Linked DNA regions of Sus scrofa: all the other regions are linked to region 2. Evidence: chromatin contacts called from public Hi-C and promoter capture Hi-C data. All regions are on one chromosome and are shown on one strand. The core of a region is the stretch at or near the end of the contact, and the rest is flanking DNA. Distances in the headings are between cores, read along the strand shown.

What was found. Promoter capture Hi-C pulls out the DNA fragments that hold promoters and counts their contacts. Hi-C and Micro-C count contacts between places; a contact is called where the count stands out from the background.
Region 1: a contact with region 2 is called in a Hi-C map of undifferentiated spermatogonia, with 1.6 times the contacts expected there. The contact joins the promoter of CCDC28A here to the enhancer-like site in region 2. A contact is called at or near these places in 2 of 5 promoter capture datasets (fetal liver and liver), 15 of 47 Hi-C or Micro-C datasets (alveolar macrophages, embryonic fibroblasts, fetal heart ventricle and 8 more) and 1 of 2 datasets of contacts at active chromatin or transcription factors (alveolar macrophages).
Region 3: a contact with region 2 is called in a promoter capture Hi-C map of liver, with 6 times the contacts expected there. The contact joins two enhancer-like sites. A contact is called at or near these places in 2 of 5 promoter capture datasets (fetal liver and liver), 12 of 47 Hi-C or Micro-C datasets (brain, embryonic fibroblasts, fetal liver and 4 more) and 1 of 2 datasets of contacts at active chromatin or transcription factors (alveolar macrophages).

Annotation. Positions count from the first base shown.
Region 1 is chr1:25,661,869-25,665,328 of Sscrofa11.1, reverse strand. It overlaps CCDC28A (coiled-coil domain containing 28A), which reads left to right and starts at 2,052. Exons shown (of 6, transcript NM_001244669.1): 1 at 2,052-2,197. It overlaps NHSL1 (NHS-like protein 1), which reads right to left and starts at 1,775. Exons shown (of 7, transcript XM_021087407.1): 1 at 1,646-1,775.
Region 2 is chr1:25,734,432-25,737,724 of Sscrofa11.1, reverse strand. The region is part of intron 1 of NHSL1 (NHS-like protein 1); the gene reads right to left. Among named protein-coding and RNA genes, the nearest start is that of NHSL1, 73 kb to the right of the region's middle. Within about 2 kb of position 1,289, at least 46 of the 83 cell types and tissues checked have an H3K27ac peak or open chromatin away from gene starts, as enhancers often do. A contact at or near this core is called in alveolar macrophages, fetal liver, liver and 4 more, where this site is marked.
Region 3 is chr1:25,834,402-25,838,068 of Sscrofa11.1, reverse strand. All of the region lies in intron 1 of NHSL1 (NHS-like protein 1), which reads right to left. Among named protein-coding and RNA genes, the nearest start is that of NHSL1, 170 kb to the right of the region's middle. Within about 2 kb of position 1,413, at least 28 of the 83 cell types and tissues checked have an H3K27ac peak or open chromatin away from gene starts, as enhancers often do. A contact at or near this core is called in alveolar macrophages, fetal liver, liver and 1 more, where this site is marked.

The sequences.
Region 1 (3,460 bases), core at 803-3,302, 73 kb after region 2:
AATGCAAATATCCCAGAGCTCAGATGGGTGCTAAGTGCACTGGGCCTTAGAGAAAAATGGAGACCACCTGAACTGGTCTGAAGGAGGCAGCCGCTCTTGAGCTTGACCTACTACTGCCAGGCTACAGGGAAGATCTAGAGTAGTCAGATCTTCCCGCTACTGGGATGCCAAATAGATGAGATGACATCCATTTTTCATTTCTTCACTTTTTTGCTTTTCACTTTTATGGCTGCACCAGCAACATATGGAAGTTCCCAGACTAGGGGTCGAATTGGAGCTGCAGGTTCAGACCTATGCCACAGCCACCGCAATACCGGATCCAAGCTGTATCTGGGACCCATGCCACAGCTTGCAGCAATGTAGGATCCTTACCCCACTGATCGAGGCCAGGGATCGAGCCCATATCCTCAAAGAAACAACGCTGGGTCCTTAACCCACTGAGCTACAATGGGAACTCCTAATCTCTTCACTTTCAATTGTTAGCAACTAATTTGAAAAAAATTTAAATAGCATGTGAATCACCAGTTTGCAAGCTCTGCTTATCCAGATCAGACAATTCAGAGAAGAGTTAAGAGATACTGAGAAAAGATATTGAGAAGATTGCACCCAAGAGTATTGTTTGTAATGGTGAAAAATGGGAAACAACCTAAATATCCATCACTACGGGAATTCTCAAATAATGTGTGGTAAGCCTATTTGATTAGAATACTATATAGTTAAGACAAGTGAAGTCTAGCCATCTGTATCAGTGTGCATAGATCTCAAAAACATAGAACTGGGTGAGAAGGCAAGTTGTAGATCAATACACAAAACATAATAGCATAAAACTTCAAAAGTTCAAAGTTATTCTATATATAGTTTACAAATACTTAGTAATAATGAAAGTATACGAACCTAGATTAGCAAAATGCATTTCAAACATAAGACCAGAGTTGCCCCTCCGAAGGAGAGTGGCATTGAAAATAGGTGGCACCTACTTTATTCAAATAACCTATTTCTTTCATTTAAAGATATAAAATGACAAAATGTAACATCCGTTCATTCTGGACAGTGGGTGAGTGAATGTTTACTCTGTTTTTCTTTTTAAAACATTTCAGAATTTTAAAATATGGAAAGGGTGGCAGTAGAAGAACATATACTAGAAACCAAGGCAACTGCGTTCGTCTTTGCTCTGCCTCTTTGGCATTAATATAACCTCTAATACTGTTTCCTCATTAGCAAATGAGGAGAAAGTATGTGGTTCTCTCCAGTCTCTTCAATCTGTCAGTGAACCTAAAACTTTCCACCCGCAACCCGGATACAGGAAAGGCTAGCCAAACTAGGGAATGATACATGGATTCTCCCCCCGTTAGGAAAGTTCGATCTCTCTCAAACGTCAATTACTTCTCCAGAGGCGGTACGTGTAGTGAAGTGTCTTGGCGACAGAGAGACCTGGATTTATTAGCAGTTCTGACTTTCAGAGTCCTCACTTCTAAAACGGGTATTTCTCACACCCAGCTTATAGATTGTAGTGAGATAACTTCTTTCAAGGGCCTAAACGGTACCTATATAGCAGCAGTAAGAGAATTTCATTTAGGGGCTCTGCATCGGGATCGCTAAACAGAATCAGTTTTTCACGCTGGCTTCCAAGACAAAAGTAGGTTACCTTGCCAAATGCCGGCGATGTGTCAGAAACTCTCCGGGATAGTTGCTATGGCGACACTCTGGTTCCGCCTCCAAACTTGCTCGAACAGCATTCTGGGAGTTGTAGTGCGTGGACGCTGATACACACCGAGGGGATGGGGCAACTTCCGGAAAGGGTACTGCACTTCCGGTTTTTGCCTCCACCACCGCCCCTCACGCTCACTTCTTGTGGGCCACAGACCCCAAAATAAAAGCCAAGCTATGGGTTCTCCTTTCCAAGCTCGCCAAAGGTACAGCTGAAGGCGGGACATGGGAAGCAATGCGGTCCCAGGGGCGGAAACGAGAGCGGCATTGGCGGAACAGGAAAAGGCCAGGCTCGCGCCTAGGGCACGGAGGCTCCGCCTCCTAACGTCACTTCCGTAAACAAAGCTCACTGTGGAGGCGCGAGGTCCGGGATGTGACCCCAGCTCAAGCTGCGGCGGTAGCATTGGCGGCTGCAGCTGCGGCGGTGGCTTCGGAGGCCCCGGAGTCTTTGCAAGCTGAGGAAGAGGACCCCGATCCCCTTCTTCCTGAGGTATGAAGTGGAAGCACAGCCACTCCCTCAGTGTCCACCTGTAAGCCCCTTCCCCGATCCACTCTAGCCATTACTGAATTCTAGGGGGCGAAGGGTGGTTTCAGCTCCGCTCCTTGGGGGAGGGAAATAAGGTAATGTACAGAGGGATTCCTGGCGGTCCTGCCTGGGGGTTGTGAATTCCTGCCTCAAACTAATGTGTGAGTTAGACTACAAGCAGTTTATGAAGGCCTTCTCTGAAACGTTCCTTGTTGCTTGGTATGCAAGAAGGATTTCGGTGCTCTTGTGCTAGTAATGTTACCTTACCAAAAAAGAAAAAAAAAGGGGGGGGGGTTATTTTTAAGCACTGGCCCTTCAAAACATCTTAGTTTAGAATGGTTTATTTGCATTGCTTTACCTTCTGTTTTGTTTTTTTTTCTCTTTTTGTATCACCAACTGTGTATAAGCATCATTAAATTTAAAGACCAATGTGTTTATATCTATCATAAATTTATACAGATCCTTGCCTTTCTGCAGAATGGATATCCCATCTTCTCTATTTAGTTATTTTAACATTTATTTTGCATGCTGAAACAACTCCAAAATGTCTGTTCTGTTACTAAAAATGCTTCTAAAAGGAAAAATTGTTAGCCAGGATTTAAGCGGATTTACTTTTGTTATCTGAAATTATAGACTGGTCAATAGAGCCTTTCCTTTACAACCTTTGGTTCTTTGGAGGTATCCTAGCTCTAGTTTTGATTGTCTAGAGTTAGCCTAAGCCAGTGGTTTAAATAACAGTGCTAGTTGCACTGAGTCCAGGCAATGGCAGAAAAATCTGTTTTCATTAAAATTCTCAAGTAATTACTTTAGGAGTGACATCAATGAATTTGAGTCTTTTTTCAAGGGTCATAGCATGATTAAATTCAACACAACATACAATAAGAGGTCTAATGTACCTAAGGCACTTTATAGTCTGATAAGGTGAAGAGCCATATAAATTTCTCATCTTATGATACATGCAGAAATATAATTTAATATTTGTGCATAAATAAAAAAGAAATGTGGAAGGATATTGTTATTATTATTATTATTATTATTATTTTTTTTTTTTTTTTGCCTTTTCTAGGGCCGTTCCCACTGCATATGGAGGTTCCCAGGCTAGGGGTCTAATCAGAGCTGTAGCCAAAGGCCTACGCCAGAGCCACAGCAACGTGGGATCCGAGCCGAGTCTGCAACCTACACCACAGATCACAGCAACGCTGGATCCTTAACCCACTGAGCAAGGCC
Region 2 (3,293 bases), core at 40-2,539:
AAAATATAGCTAAGCTTTCCTAGCAAAGAGCGGGGAAAAACTGAAAACCAGCTACTCAAGATTGCATACGGAGCGATGCTAAGGAGAGAAAGAATTTCATCCAGAGCTGCTGAAATCCAGGCGTGTGTTACACCACCATCTCCCCTCCAGCCTGCAATCCATCAACCATCTCCACCTTACTCTTCACACTTAAGATTATGATCAAGTCTATGTACTAAAGGGGGAAAGACCAAACAGACATTACACTGAAAGTGTCCCTGCTTTGAACCAGCAGGAGATTCCAGTTACTTCACTGGAACTGGTTAAGCGGCTGAAATGAAATGGGTGCTAGGAGAGATCACCACGTCAGGACAGAGACTTGATTTTCAGGGTTGGAGGAGATCAGACGAAGACGAATGAGATTCTGAGTTTTAGTACAAGGTCAAGGCCCCCGGAATTACAAAAAGCTGGTGGGTCAGTGAGGGGGCCTGTGTGTTGGGAAGCGGCAAAAACTAGCGCCAAAAAAGAAAACCCTGAACTAATTTGTTAGTAGGTAAATGCACTCAGAGCGGTGACGAGCAGCCCCAACGCTCGCTGAGATCCTCAGAGTTTCACAAACCGACCCTCCTGAAATCTCAAGGGCTTGGATCCCTCGTAAGTCCTTATCTACTATATGGTACCCTAGTTTCCCGAACAGGCTACCTGCCCCTGACCCTTTTCCCACGACCTTGGCTCCTCCTCGGCCTACAGCGCCCCCGGGGCTCCTCTCAGCCTCCCACACAGACAGACAGAAGGACCGGACAGTGCGGCGGGGGCCAACCCAATTCCCCCACTCCATCAGGACGCCCACTCCACCCAGGCGGCCAGGAACCCCCGGAACCCGAAAACCGCAGAGCGCCGCACTCGCCCGCCACCTGTGCGGCCGCCAGGTCTCGGGTCAGACCGTCCCTACCCGAACGCCCGACCCTCGCGCGGGCCCGGGGCTCTGCGCGGCTGCCCGAGAGCCGGCCGGGGGCCGCCAGGGGGCGGGAGGGAGCAGCCGGCCGGGCGCCTCCCCGCCTCGTTCCCCTCCCCCGAGCCGCCCGCCACTCACGGATTTTCACTCGGCGGTGGTCGAGGCGCGCGGCGGCGGCGTGCAGGGCGTCGAGGCGGCGGTGCAGCGCGGCGGTGCGGCGGCCCAGGGCGGCCGCCTGGCCCTCGAGCTCGCCGAAGATGTCCCCGGCGCAGCGCGACAGGTCGGCCAGCTGCGCCAGCAGGCAGACCAGAGCTTGTGAGCTGACCTGCTCCAGCGAGCGGAAGAGCGGCGCGCCCGCCGCCCCGGCCGCCTCGGGCCGGCGCAGCCGCGCGGGCTCCACGGTCCTCTGGTGGAAGGGCATGGCGGGGCCGGGCGGCGCTCAGTCCGGCCCCCGGCGCCGCGGGGCGCGAGTCCGCATCCAACACAAAGAACAGTCCGGGCGGCGGCGGGGCGCCGAGGGGCAGCCGGGTGGCTGCGGCCGGGACGGACCGACGGGCGGGCGGCGAGACGGAGGAGCGGCGGCTGCCCGGGGAGCCGCGGGGAGGGTTCGGAAGGGTCCGAGCGGCGGCCGCCTGGCGCCCGGCGGCGTCCTTCCCGCCGCCGGGGTTCCCGGGCCGCGCGGCGAGAGGAAGTTCGAGGAGCAGCTCCCGGGCGGGGGGCGCGGCGGCGAGCGGAGACGAGAGTCCCGCTGAAGTTTGCAGGGAGGCAGGAAAGAGCCGGCGGCTCCTTCCCTCCCTCCCGATTGGAGAGGGAGGAGGAAGCGGGGGAAGTGCCGCCGACACCGGGCGAGAGGGAGGGGAGGCGAAAGAAAGGAAAAGGGGAGGAGAAAAGGGCCGGCCCGGGGAACCACCTGCGGCTCCCGCGGCCGCCGCGCCCAGCGCCCGCGGGGAGGTGGTGGCCCAGAGGCTCGGCGCACCCTGGCGGGGCGGGCACGGCCTCCCGGTCGGGGGCTCCCTTGTCTCCGCCCCACTCCCCTCCAAAGTCCCCCGGTCCCTTGCGGTGGGGCCGAGCCCGTGCCCATCCTCTGGCCCGGTGTGGGGAGGGGTGGGGCGTTACGGGGGCCGCCAGCCGGGCTCCCGCCGCTCGCCTGCGCTCCTGCTCGCCGGACCGGGGTCAGCGCGCCCCACCCCCTGGAGACGCCCCATGGGTCCCCCTGGGCTCTCGCGATCCCCTTCTGGAAAGCGGCCAAGGCTTCCAGGCCGCTTCGGTGTATGTGAAGAGAGGACATCGTTAAATCGCTCAGTAGCTGACCAAGAGTGCGCACGTCTCAGTTGAGGGGCGGGAAGAACTTTTGAAAACTTCTTTTTGGAGGGGGCTTCAAATGAGTTTTTCTTAGCATTATGGCTTCTCCTGCCCCTTCCCCCCCATCTAGAAAGATCCTAATGTGCCAAATCTGGGTTCTTCCCCCAAGCACGTGAGTGTGTGAGAGTGTTTGTGTGTGGGTAAAAGGGGGGGGGGGTGTCGCAGAACCCGGAACCCTGAATGCAGCGCCTGGAAGACGTTTAAACTAAACGCTATTGAGATCAATAGCTTGGTCATGGGACACCCCACTAACTCAAACCTTCTGGTTAGAAGTATCTGAGGAGACTGAGTCCAATATCCTGAAGCTAAAATCTCACTGGCCTCATCGCTATGTTTGCTCAGCAAAGGAATCTTGGTTCTTTGGTTTCTGCCCCCCAAGTGACCCGAATTGCTGTGCTGTTGGGTTGCATTTTGGGAATCAGTCTCCTAGAGCTGTGCTGATTGTACTAAAAAGTGGATTCCCTCCCTCTGGGAGACGGAGAAATGCAAGACAAACAGGCCTGAGAGAAAGTAGACAGAAATGGGTTTGGGTCTTTCCCGTTATACAACTGATCATTTTTCGCAATATGGGCGAATAATAGTCTCATAATCACTCGCTCCAAACACCTTCTGGTTGTTATGAAGCACACAGAAACTACTGCCCATGAAAAAAAAAAAATGCTTTAAATTTATGATGCACAGTATAAACATCAAGTATTATAAAAGTGTGCCATTCCCTCAAGTATTTGTTGAGCATCGGTGTGTGAGGCACTGGCTAGAAATAAGGTAACATGCAAAGCTGGCTCCATCAGGGGGCTCCCAGTACAGTGGACCACAAAAAAAATTCTGAACTCACAAACCATACAATTCACCATTTAAAGTGTACAATTCAGTGCTTTCTAGTATATTCAGTGTCATGCAAACATCACAATTTCAAACATTTTTAATCAACTCCTCCCCCCCCACTCCCAAAATACAGTTCTCTTTGGCACTCACTCATCTGTTTATTTCTATGTAT
Region 3 (3,667 bases), core at 164-2,663, 100 kb before region 2:
CATGACCCTTAAAATACTGTGCTAGCCCCCCCAAAAAACATTAAATAAGCCGGATTATCACTTTTAAAGAATACATAGGTAGTTTCTAACAGACATAGCATTGACATTTCAATGTACCTGACAATCTAGCCCACATGAAAGAAAATCATTAAATGAAAATAATAGAACACAAGATTATTTTTCTTTTCTTTTTCTTTTTTTGCTTTTTGCTTCTTAGGGCTGTACCTGTGGTATATGGAGGCTAGGAGTCGAATCAGAGCTGCAATGCTGACCACATCCACAGCAACTTAGATCTAAGCCTCGTCTGTGACCTACACCCACAGCTCACTGGATCCCCAACCCACTGAGCAAGGCCAGGGATCGAACCCACATCCTCAGGGATACTGGCTGGATTCATTACCTCTGAGCCACAACAGGAACTCCAAGATTGCTTTATACAATAGTGACTACGCAAAAAAAACATGTAGCAAGAACTTGGAGGGTGTCAGGTATGCAGGATGCTATTTCTTAATGAAAATGTCTGTGGATATATTTCAGTAGGGTGTTCTAAATATATTTTTAAAACATGGTGAGGCACATTGAACAGGGTAGCTAGGGGCTATTTTACAGCTTTTTAAAAGAAATCCTGACAGATCAAAGCTTTTGTCTGTAGATAATAATGAACCTTTATCTGAGAGTATCACATATGCATCATTCTATGTGCCAAATGCCACAGCCTCAGGAAACCAGCTGCCCGCAGCCTTGTAAATCAAAGTTTATTCGCTTCCTCATTTTCTGTCATGAACTCCCTAGTCATACGCTGTCACAGCAATTCACTTCACATTTTAAAAATAAAGGTTTGTTTCATGGAGCCTTGATGAGTCCCATCTGAAAACCATTAAAAACATCCACACCCACTTCCACACAAACCAGAAAATCCGTAGAATTCAGACTCATTAAGTCTGGAAGCTGGAAATGATCCTAGCAACAAATAATTTACACTTCCCATTATGGACAGAAAGAAAGTAGAGAGGTCTGGTGATCTGGCCACTGTCATTCGAAGCAGTCAACTGGGCACTGCTGGGACCAGAACCCTGGTTTCCTATTCCCTCTGGGTTCTCCCTGCTTCACCACGCCTCGGGTCTGGCTCTGAAGTTAGTGAATCCCCCTTGATACTCTCCAAGCCTGTCAGTGAGTCATGTTTCCGTTTCCACACGCTGTTCCAAGTGGCCTTTAGGAGCACAGAGTTCATTCATTCACCGTAACTCGTACAGAGAGGACCGGCACACTCAGCAGTTTTGACTCACACGCCACCTTCAAATCGGTGAAGCCAATGGCCAACTAAATCTAAAAAGAAAAAGAAATCTAACTCTTGGCACTTAAAATACTTCCTTTCAACCTACTGTAAAACAACAGCCTATTTAGGAGATGAAAAGTGAGTCACTGCTTTCATCCAGCAGACAGGCTCCCCAGGCACAAACTCATGCACATTATAACATTATACTTCATGGGGCCTTTTAAATATTTACTTGTTAGCAGTATTCTTCCTTTCAGGTCAAAGATTATAGTACTTAGCAACACAAAGAAAGCAGAGGGATATAGTTATGAATTAGTAAACTGCTTTGCCAAGCCTTCCATTTGTTAATTCAGTCCAACTTCAAAGAGGAGTTTAAAAAGAGGTTCAGCTGTCAGAAATTAACCCTCAGAAAATTACTGAATCAAAAAGTGACTTGGCCAGTCTTTCCCAAACTGCTGTTAAGGAAAGAAATGCTCAGTTGTAGGTACAGAAGCATAAAGCCTCTTCCTATGCAAGTAAGTTTGCTCAACTCAAAGTTTCGAGATGTATGTGTATGTGAGAGAGAACCACAGGATTTTCCCAGCCTTTGATATGCTAATGAACGAAGTACATTTCCAAGGATGGGGTAAGAGGGGATTTCAGTTTATTTGATCATTTTTATTATCTGAAGGGGGGCAGTAGGGATTAAAATTTGAGAAAACACCCTGCCCTGGTTCTTCCTTTCCAGCAACAGAGTGGAGAAAGGGCTTTTCTAATAGCACCATATATTCTTCTTCTTCAGTGGCATAGACTCTGATTCACAGCTATTTCAGGAGAAGGTCAAAGTCTGTCAAGTCAGAGGGGAATGGGGAGGAGGAGCCCATACAGAGCTAAATCCCTGAGAGCTTAATTTCTCCTGGCCCCCAGCGTGGCCAGTTCCTTTGGGCTTCCAAAATCGAAACGGCCCTCTGGCTCTCAGTGAAAACAGCCTCGTTACCTGTTCCTGCGGCCTGACTCCAAGTGGCCGTGCACTTTCCCTGAACTCTTTGATGTGCCTGCTCAAGTCTGTTTCAATGGGCTTTCACCATGGCTGTACATCAGAATCACCTAGGGAGCTTTTAACTCTACAGATGTACGGGCTCAATGCCAGGTCTACAGAATCCAACATGATTCCCAAAGAGCAGCAGCCGGAGCCGAAAACCACTGTTCTGCTTCCTACAAAGTTGAAGTCGATAGGCAAAGGACTGATGGTGCATGGACCGAACACTGAGCACACTGACATTAATAAGTGAAGGGCTTCATAGCAAGATTTTCATCAGTCCCCAAGTTTACAAATCGACGGCATTCACAGGTGGCCTTTTTTCTTTTCTGGGCTATTTTCACAAAGAAATAAACAGGTGTTACTTTGAGAGGAGTAGGTGCTTAAAACAAAGCCATCCAGGAGCAGAAGGCTGTGGCTGGTTCACATGAGTGAAGTCCCTGCTCCCCACACAGCCCACCCAAGACACGACCCTAACTGGGGACTCATTTCATCACATGTCTTGAACCTTTGGAGACCACCTGAGAAAGTCAGTACCAGGAGTGTTCGCTAAGCTAAAGCCAAGACTACTGTGTGCTACACAGCACAGCAAATCCACCTCTAGAGGGAGCTTCATAAGTGGCTCCATCACTGACATGAGACAGAAAGTGACTGTGAAAACCAGTTTTCTTCCAAAAGCATGTTCACTCAGCCTACCTAACACACGGAGTCTCTAAGCAGAGTATGAAAGAAAAGGGAATAGACCTAAGAAGGGGCAAGCAAGTTAAAATTAAAGGTATCTGTCTATCATTCTGTATTTTAAAGGACCAACTAACTTTAATATAATAGGGGATCCTGGAAACGAATATAAAAAGAATGTTTCCTTGCAGAACTTCCTTAATCAGCAGAAAAGGTTGATACACACATTCAATGGGTAGAAATAGTCCAGCACAAAGAGAGTTGAGAAATAGTTAGGAAACAAAAACCATGAGTCCTGATAGACATGACATAAAAGAAAATGAGGGGTCCAGAGGCTGCCAAGGCTCCGGGCTGCCGCTCCATCTTTGATATGCACCTGCTGCAGAATGTGTAACTGACAAAGGTAGTGCCAAGATAGCCCATCTTTCTCCTCATTTTTAATAGCAAGACGGCATTTCCGGCTCTCTTCTCTCTTTAACACTGCCTTCTTTACAACCCTAAGAAGAAAAAAAAAATTTTAAAAAGGCCATAAACTTCTCTTTGAAAGATTAAACCAAACATAGTACCTCTTCCTTTGCAGCTCTCATGCAAAGCCAATTCTCTGGCAAAGATCTCAACATCTTCAGGTATTCCAGGGTCAGTCTAACGTAGGCAAGAGAAAAGGACCTAGGAGTCAGAATCTATCTATGCTGCCT